Linked DNA regions of Mus musculus: regions 2 and 3 are each linked to region 1. A link is a contact called in public HiChIP or PLAC-seq and capture Hi-C data. All regions are on one chromosome and are shown on one strand. Each heading gives the region's core, a stretch centred on a gene start, on an enhancer-like site or on the middle of the called end of the contact. The rest is flanking DNA. Distances are from core to core; before and after follow the strand shown. Region 1 has its middle 130 kb from the start of Cpa6. Region 2 overlaps Prex2 (phosphatidylinositol-3,4,5-trisphosphate-dependent Rac exchange factor 2). Region 3 overlaps Prex2 (phosphatidylinositol-3,4,5-trisphosphate-dependent Rac exchange factor 2).

Evidence for each region. HiChIP or PLAC-seq counts read pairs in DNA pulled down with a chosen protein or histone mark. Capture Hi-C pulls out chosen DNA fragments and counts their contacts.
Region 2: a contact with region 1 is called in an H3K27ac HiChIP or PLAC-seq map of embryonic stem cells, with 5 read pairs. The contact joins two enhancer-like sites. A contact is called at or near these places in 1 of 484 Hi-C or Micro-C datasets (embryonic stem cells), 2 of 115 datasets of contacts at active chromatin or transcription factors (both in embryonic stem cells) and 1 of 9 other capture datasets (embryonic stem cells).
Region 3: a capture Hi-C map of embryonic stem cells shows a contact between it and region 1, with 2.4 times the contacts expected there. The contact joins two enhancer-like sites. A contact is called at or near these places in 4 of 484 Hi-C or Micro-C datasets (brown adipocytes, embryonic fibroblasts and embryonic stem cells), 2 of 115 datasets of contacts at active chromatin or transcription factors (both in embryonic stem cells) and 4 of 9 other capture datasets (adipose tissue, embryonic stem cells, liver and 1 more).

What each region holds. Positions count from the first base shown.
Region 1 is chr1:10,851,808-10,854,536 of GRCm38.p6, reverse strand. It overlaps the pseudogene Gm28659. Among named protein-coding and RNA genes, the nearest start is that of Cpa6, 130 kb to the right of the region's middle. Within about 2 kb of position 1,371, at least 9 of the 459 cell types and tissues checked have an H3K27ac peak or open chromatin away from gene starts, as enhancers often do. A contact at or near this core is called in embryonic stem cells, where this site is marked.
Region 2 is chr1:11,276,682-11,279,410 of GRCm38.p6, reverse strand. All of the region lies in intron 37 of Prex2 (phosphatidylinositol-3,4,5-trisphosphate-dependent Rac exchange factor 2), which reads right to left. Among named protein-coding and RNA genes, the nearest start is that of A830018L16Rik, 140 kb to the left of the region's middle. Within about 2 kb of position 1,385, at least 18 of the 459 cell types and tissues checked have an H3K27ac peak or open chromatin away from gene starts, as enhancers often do. A contact at or near this core is called in embryonic stem cells, where this site is marked.
Region 3 is chr1:11,150,196-11,152,924 of GRCm38.p6, reverse strand. The region is part of intron 19 of Prex2 (phosphatidylinositol-3,4,5-trisphosphate-dependent Rac exchange factor 2); the gene reads right to left. Among named protein-coding and RNA genes, the nearest start is that of Gm24173, 17 kb to the right of the region's middle. Within about 2 kb of position 1,409, at least 7 of the 459 cell types and tissues checked have an H3K27ac peak or open chromatin away from gene starts, as enhancers often do. A contact at or near this core is called in embryonic stem cells, where this site is marked.

The DNA.
Region 1 (2,729 bases), core at 122-2,621:
GCAATTTTTATTTGTCTAATATCTAGACAGACACAAAGTGATCATTTCTTTAACAATATTTTGTCACAGATACTTTTATATGAATTTTACTTTGTATAATGATGGTTACTCATTATTCAGATTTGTAGGGGTTTTATTTGAAAGTACACACATGAATACCTGATAAGTGGATGGGGCCACATTTTGTTTCTGCTGCCTAAACCTAGCAGAATGTGATCATTTGGGATAAGGTCACATGTATTTCAGCTTTCTGTGAAAATAGAATTAATGAACCTATCAAGACAAGAAACTACCTTTCCCAACATGCCACAGTCTCAATGTATGAGTCCCTCAAAAAATTGACATGTTGAAACTTAACCACTATTATGATATTCTTAAAAGGATCGTAGTAGCCTTGCTAGTGAGGCTGGAGAGCTATTTGTTTCTGCCCTGTGAGAACACAACAGGAAGCTCCAGGTAAGCGGCAGAGAGTAGGTTTTTTTTTTTTTTTTCCAGACACTCAATCTGCATGCAGCTGGATCGTGCTTTCTTACCTTCCAGAGCTGTAAGCAACACATTTCTGTAGCTCACAAGTTTCCAGTCCATAATATTTTGTTATGGTATCATGAGCAGGCAATAACAGAACGCAAGAGTTTTCTCCTTAGGACTTTACATTGATAAAGAATGGAAAAGGGGTGCTGCTGACTTGCTTCAATACATTCTCATTTCCCAGCAAGAGTTTTACCAGACACACATGACTCACATGTCAACAAATTATTCAGAGTCACATGAATACCATCAGTCTGCAAATATTGGCCTTTTAAGTTCCTAGAAATATACCATTTCCCCCAGACTTTTATATCACTTTCTTTCTTCACTTTTATTTGTGTGTGTGTGTGTGTGTGTGTGTGTGTGTGTGTGTATTTATAGTATGAAATGCAGTGTATGAGTGTGTGGATGTGCATAGCTATGAAGACAGCAGAACAAGATACCTTATTGCCTTGAGGCAGGCTTTCTTACTAACCGGAAGCTTAGCCCTTTCAGCTTGGCTGGATGGCCATTGAGCTCTCTAGATATGACTGTCTGTACCCTGAAAGGTTGGGGTTGCAGGCACAAGCCATATCTGTCTCTTTATATGAGCACTGGAGATTTGAACTCAGATCCTTATTCTTCAAAAGCTAGCAATCCTACCTGAATGAGCCATCTCCCCATCCTACTCTTTCTTTTTTTAATTAAAGGTGGCTCCTAACACCACGCCCATCCTTTCCTACAAGCTTCAATTTCACTACATTTGGAAAACTTTAGCCTAAGAAGATCAAGGGCTCAGTCTCACCAAATATTCAGAATCAACAGCACCTTTGTCAGGTCTTATTTAACTTTCAGAGTCCTGTTTTCTTGTGGAGCCTGACCTTGACCCCTAGGTTCAAGAGCTCCTCTTTCCTCAGATTCCTAAGTACCAGTGATTACAAGTGAATGCTGAAAAGTCTGACTGGATTTTTAAATAATAAAAAAGCTATCTACTAATCGGGAAGAGACCTGACTTCTGATGAAAGTATACATCAACCTTTGCTTATATCTAACCTAGAAAGCTATATAAAAGGATAAATGTTGTCTGTCATACCTTGGCTTAGACAAAACACTAGAGTCCTTCTTAATTCTAAGTTAGCTTCAAAGAAAGTAAGAGGATTATTCTAAAACCATCCTGGCTCTTGTCAGTAACCAAAGCATTCTGAGTCGAATTTAGTAGCATGTTCTTTCTTTAAGGAAATGGATCATTTATTTTCACAGTTAAAAGAAAAGTTGGGATGTGCTATTATGAGTACTAAAGTTTTAAATTAAAAAAAAGCAAAAAAAAAAAATATGAAAGAGAAGTTAGTACTGTCTTGTAGAACTTACAAATAATTTTAATTTAATGAAATTGGAACTTATGTAATATTTATTTTGAGGTGATTCTGTTATAGCCATTTTACTCATCAACATGAAAAATATTAAAATATATTAATATCTTTATTAACGCATTTTACCTTAATTAAAAGGGAAGTACATCATTTTCCCCCATCCCTCTCAAATTCATGGCCTTTTTCTTTAATTACTACCACTGCATACAGGTAAGTGAATAAATATATAAATACAACTTGCTGAGTTGTATGTGTTTTTAGGACTGACTATTTTGCATTGGATACAGTTAGGGGCTCATCCCTAGAGAAGGCTGAGTCTCATTCTCTCTACAGTCATTAGCTCTCTATAGCTCTTCATGTAAAGGTGGGGCCCCACAAGACTCCCTCCATCCATGTTGACATGTAAACTGTTCTCATTGTTCAGATCTTGGTGATATTTCATGGTTGTAGCTTCCCTAGTATATCTAGAAGACACAACCTGTCAACAGACATACACTTCCCTCTGCCTCTTTTGCAATTCACAATGCAAGTCTCCCCCAGCCTGATATGTAAGGGTTCTGTAGTAGATGTATCACATAGAGCTAAGCACCGTGTAGTCAGTTGTTGTCTGCATTTTGACCAGTTGTGGATTTTGTAATTTTCTCTGTTTGCTACATACTCTACTTTAACAAGGGATAAAAGCAGTACATATTCACGGGTATAAGGATAAGTATTTGCAATGTACTTGGGGTTATCCTGGTTTAGGAAAGTGGCAGTAATAGGTTCTCCTCTAAGACCCATGAACTCACTATCCACAGATAGATAGCTAGGTTTACAAGTGCAAGGCATGATCTTTCTCTTGTCAACTAGGCT
Region 2 (2,729 bases), core at 136-2,635, 420 kb before region 1:
CTTTGCTCTCAGTGGACACAGGGACAGAAGTACTGGTGTTTTGGTCAGTAATTAATAATTTTGTACTGTCTCTCAGAGCCAGTATTAAAATAGCCACACACACACACACACACACACCCGTGCATGTGTGTGTGTGTGTGTGTCTGTGATTCAAGTCCTGGCTATAACTCAATACAACAAATTTAGCACATGGAAGGCCAGACTTATGATAAACAACATTTGGAGCCACAGAAAGTCATGAAGTAGTATCATGTGTATATTCATCTAAAAATACTTTAATCGGATATAGAAAATATAACTCTTACAAGGGGTTCTCAGTATTTATTTTCACACATTTGAAATATCATAAGTGACATTGATCACTAGTTTAAAACCTTTTTCTGTGTCACAATACATATGAAGAACTCAAAAGTATGCCTAAAATATCCACTACCATCCCTGAGTTATGGGTGTATATTGATGACTCAAATATAACCTGAGCAATGTTTTTGTTTGTTTGTTTTTTAAATATTTGAGCTCTGATGCTGTCCTCAGGCTTGGGGACAAAGAAAAGAAAATTCTCCAAGGGCACAGCATCCTGCAGAATTTGAGGACACCTGGGAAAATATGAAATATATCTTATGTAGCTTTTGATGTATATTTAGAACTTTACAGATCTAGATCTTAGAAAATGGTTATTTCCCACATTCAGTGGGAACCTTGGTTATTTCTCCTTAAATTAAAAGCCGATTCTCTTTGTTCAAGTGACTACTGGGAAAGCATTCTTAGGGAGCTAATTGTCTTTGCTTCTTGGTGCTGTGCTTCTTGGTGCTGCTTTCATAGGTTGTAGTTATCTGGTTATTCGAATTGTAGGAAAGTACCCAATACCTATTTTAGCCCCCTGAATAATGATGGGAGGCAATGTATAAGAACATGAGCCATTCTGGTGACTCATCACATGTTCTCTTAATCGGTGTGAGACACCACTGATCACCTGGTTCCACATACTCCTGAGCATCGTCTGTTCTGACCCATTCATTTAACAATATTTGAGTTAAAGAGACAGTTCTACCTGTATAGAAATGTGTGTAAGTGCTTATTCTCAGTTTTCTCCTTTTTCTTGGACTATTTTGGTGGCTCTGTGGGAATGTGTGACCATAGAAAATGTAAGAGGACTGCTGAAAGACCTTGCTAGAATAGTTCGCTGAGGGTCATCCACTAGAAGGTTGTGAGGAATTCTCCCTTCCTGGAATGACCCAACAAAACAAGCTTTACAAGAAAGCCCCAAGCACAAGGCAGGTGCAGATAATGACCACTTACATTTCAGTTCCCATTTCTGGTGACTAAGACCTCACCTCACCTGGGGCTATCAATGCAGCTCAGGGGCTAGCCTCTTCAGAAGGGAGCGGCTAATTACCATTTCTAAAGGGGGGAATGAAAAGGTCAGCTAGGGCTAACAATGGGCTTAAACCAGCTCAAGCTGTTACCAAAATCCGCCCACAAAAGCTGAATAAAAGGCGTGTGTTTTGTGTGTTTAGGGTCGCTTCTGCCCCTTTGCAGGACGACCCCAGTGCGCTGGATCAATAAACCTCTTGCTTATTGCATCAATCTCCAGCTCTGTGCTTCTGTGAGTGGGACTTCCTGGACTTAAGGCTCTTTGGGTCTTACAGCTCCTTTTCTTTGGACTATAATAAAAAGAAATCTAATGAACCAGCTATGTTAGAGGTTCATTGACCTGAGAAAAAAATTAATTTATTAAATAAAATTTAATTTATTAAGGACACAGGTTAGAAGGATTTTAAAAACGTGGTCCAACCATTGCCATTTTCATAAGTCCATTCTGGAGTGATTTCTGATGGTCTCTCCACATTCCATTAAAGGTGGTGTATGATCATCAATCCCACAGCATCAAGTTTAACTTATCCATTCCCAGGAAATCAATGCATGTGTGCAATGAATTACTATGTCACCAAAGAACATTCCAATCTTATTCATTTTCTATTTTTAACTACCTCTTAAATCTCCGCTCTCTACTATATCACTAATGCTATCTATTGTGTATACTGATACAACCTCACCCTGACCCTTATGTGTGGCCTCGTCCTGGTTTCCTCCACTAAGATGTTTGTCCTCTTAAAATGCAAATGAAAATGCAATTATGTGAATGGCTTAGGTCTTCTGGATGAAGTATAAGGTCTTCACAATGTAGTCGTGGTTTCGGCTAACTACCACAAGCTTCAACCCCACAGCTTACATCCTCTGCAGTAACCAGCCCCTACTTTGCACAAAATGCTTTTCATATTCTGTCAGTGGGCACTGGTTTAAGTCCCATCCTATATCCTACTCAGCAGGAGGGTATACATTTAAGAAAACAGATGTTGGAGAGATGGGTCTGAATAACATTCTGGCTTTGCAGATAGTTCTGTGACCTTGAACAAGCTATTTAGTCTCTTTAAATACCTTCCCTAAATGATAGGGCAAATCTCAGAGTGATTTTTTTTCAGAATTATATAAATATAACCCATCTTATTATTTACCATAGAGCATATAGCACACAGTATAGTGTCAACAATAATCAAATTTCATTAATGTGAAATAGTAGTTCAGTGACCTTGAACAAGTTAATCTCCTTAAATGCCTTTCCCTTATAAATCTAGTTAAATGATAGTGCATATCTCATAGTGCCTTTTTTATTTTCAGGATTACATAAAAACAAACCATATTATTTATTACATGCAGTACATAGTATA
Region 3 (2,729 bases), core at 160-2,659, 300 kb before region 1:
GACAAGAGCATTTCTTAGATTACCTTTCCATATATTTTTTTGAGTCAGGCTTTACCACCCCTCCTGGGGGAAAATTATTAGCTAGATTGGCTGTCTAGCAATCCCCAGACACCATCCTGCTCCTGCCTCCCCGGTGCTAGAATTATAGGGGTGCACTGAAGATATTAGCTTTTCTATGTGATTGCTGGAAATCCAAACTCTGGTTAACAAACAGTTCAAGGACTTCAACTGAATCATCTCTTTAGCCTAAATAGAGCAATTCCTAATGGAAAAAAGTCAAGTCAATTAGCAATCACAACTGGTTGTTTGAAGGTAAATGGGAGTTTGGGAGCCAGAGAATGTGTGAACAATTAAGCAATTATCGGTCATCCATTCACTTTGAGTCTATAGGTGCATAACTGTGTACCTATGGAAATGTACCTAAGCAAATATGTAAGTGGCATGTCCTAACTGGATACTTAAGATTTTCCAACACAAACACACACACACACACACACACACACACACACACACACACACACACATTATACCAATGCCCATAAAACTTACCATACAGTAGAAAATATTCCCCCTGCAAACAATATACTGATAAAAGAATCATAAACAGATTTAAAAACTTTTATACTTAAAACACTTTATTCTCTGTTCAGTCCCCTCTAAGGTTAATTCTTAAAAATGTTTTTTTCTACACTGAATTAATCCTTAGGTAAGGCAAATATTTCATCAGTGAGTAATGCTTTAATTCGGAAAAGCACTCGGCCATAAGCAGTTCTATTTGTGTGCAAGCTTAGAGTTAGTGAGGGTGGGGGGACATGTGAGATAGACTGGATAAGTAGAGGAGTGACCCCCTCTCAGGAGTCATCCCTGGAGTTTGAACTTTATTATACTTGGAGGATATGAAGGACATATGTTTCACAGCCTGAGTGTCTGGGAGGTAAGGAAGAAGTGTATCTTGGGAGACATAGGCAAGTGTGAGAAGGAGAAAGAGCCAGCAGGGCAAGAACCTGTTTAAAAAAAAATGGCTGAGAAGCACGAAGGGCTCATGGGGACAGAGATGACATCAGGACATATAGTTCTGTGAAGCCTGCAGACAGCAGGGCAGATGTGTTTTGGTGTCTCATTTTGTTGCTTTTTCTCTCCAGCTATTCTGAAGAAAGAGCCAGGAAGGTGCTCAGACTGATCCAAGGCTGAACTCTAGTGGCCTGGGAGCAGCAACACTAGCAAGAATGACCACAGTGGCCCTTTCTTGGGGCATAATTTGCTTGATAATGAATCACCACTGGGTTTAAAAAAAAAAAAAAGCCTGAGACCAAAAACACAAAAGATTCCCCATTCCCAGACTTTCCCATTTGAGAAACAAAAACCATGAACCCAGAGGCCACACACTTAGAAGTCAGCAGAGGCCACACACTCAGAAGTCAGCAGAGGCCACACACTTCAGAAGTCAGTGAAGGACTACACCTCTGCACACTGCTCTATGCATTTAGGCTAGCAGTGCCTGTCCCCAAGGATGAGACAAACTTCCCTCACAGGTAGTAAAAACAGAAACCATATATGTGTTAGCTCAGTACATGTCTGTTCCAGTGTTGAAAGACCTTTAAATGTGGAAAGGCATTAAATGTTTACCCATTGTGGAAATCTAAGTGGAACGTTACTTCTTTTGAAAGAACATTTACTTTTGAATCATACATGCATTGGTTAATTTTATAGTACAATTTTGGTTCTGAAAGAAACACCCTTTCAAAATGTCTCTGCTTCATGCTTGAGTGACCATATGGTGATGTATTAATTTCTTAGTACTACAAATATGACCTTCCCCGTATTACATAAGTGTGAGACTTTCCCTGTTCACAAAGGCCCTTCTTGCCCCAGCAGCCAGGACATTTGTTCTGTGCAACACTCAGAAATCTCTACTCCCTTTAGTGGTGTCAGAAAGATATAAAAATACAGATTGCAAGAGCTTTTTATTTGCCTTCCAAATAATTTCATAAGAATAAGTAGGCTTTTAGTCACTAAAATTACTTGGTTAAGAATGAATTTCAAAATGAAATTTTTTGAGGACTCAATGGAAAACGTTGAAGGAAATATATTGCAAGATGGTATCAAGACCAGAACTCTCTACAAAACTTGAAAACTCTCATTTTTAAGTTATTGAACAAAGCCCCAAATTTTATTTGATGCTAAGAAAAACACAAATAGAACACCTTAAAATCATTAATTTAAACCAAAGTAGACCAATAAATAAATAAATAAATAAATAAATAAATAAATAAATAATCATGACTGAGGTTGTCATTCTTCAATCAGATTTGTAACAATAATAATATAATTGAGAATTTGGGAGGGGCTGTTTTTTTATTTATTTGTTCATGGGGTTTTCTTGTATGTGGCTATATGTGCATTCACACGAGCAGGCATGTGTGTGTGTGTGTGTGTGTGTGTGTGTGTGTGTGTGTATGCATATGTCGAGGGCCAAAGATTTTCCTGGAGTACACCAGTTTTTTAGCAAGGTTTCTCACCTGAAATTCGCCTTCAGACTGTATTAGACAGCCAGCAAGCCCAGGGGATTCTGGAGTCTCTGTGCCCACCCCTCCCCCCAGCTGGGATTAAAGCTGAGTGCTAGCACACAAAGGTCTGTTTTGTATTTTGTTTTTAATGTGAGAGTTAGAGATCAGAATTCACAATCTCTGTTTGGGGGCCAGTACTTCACCTATGCAGCCATCTCTCCC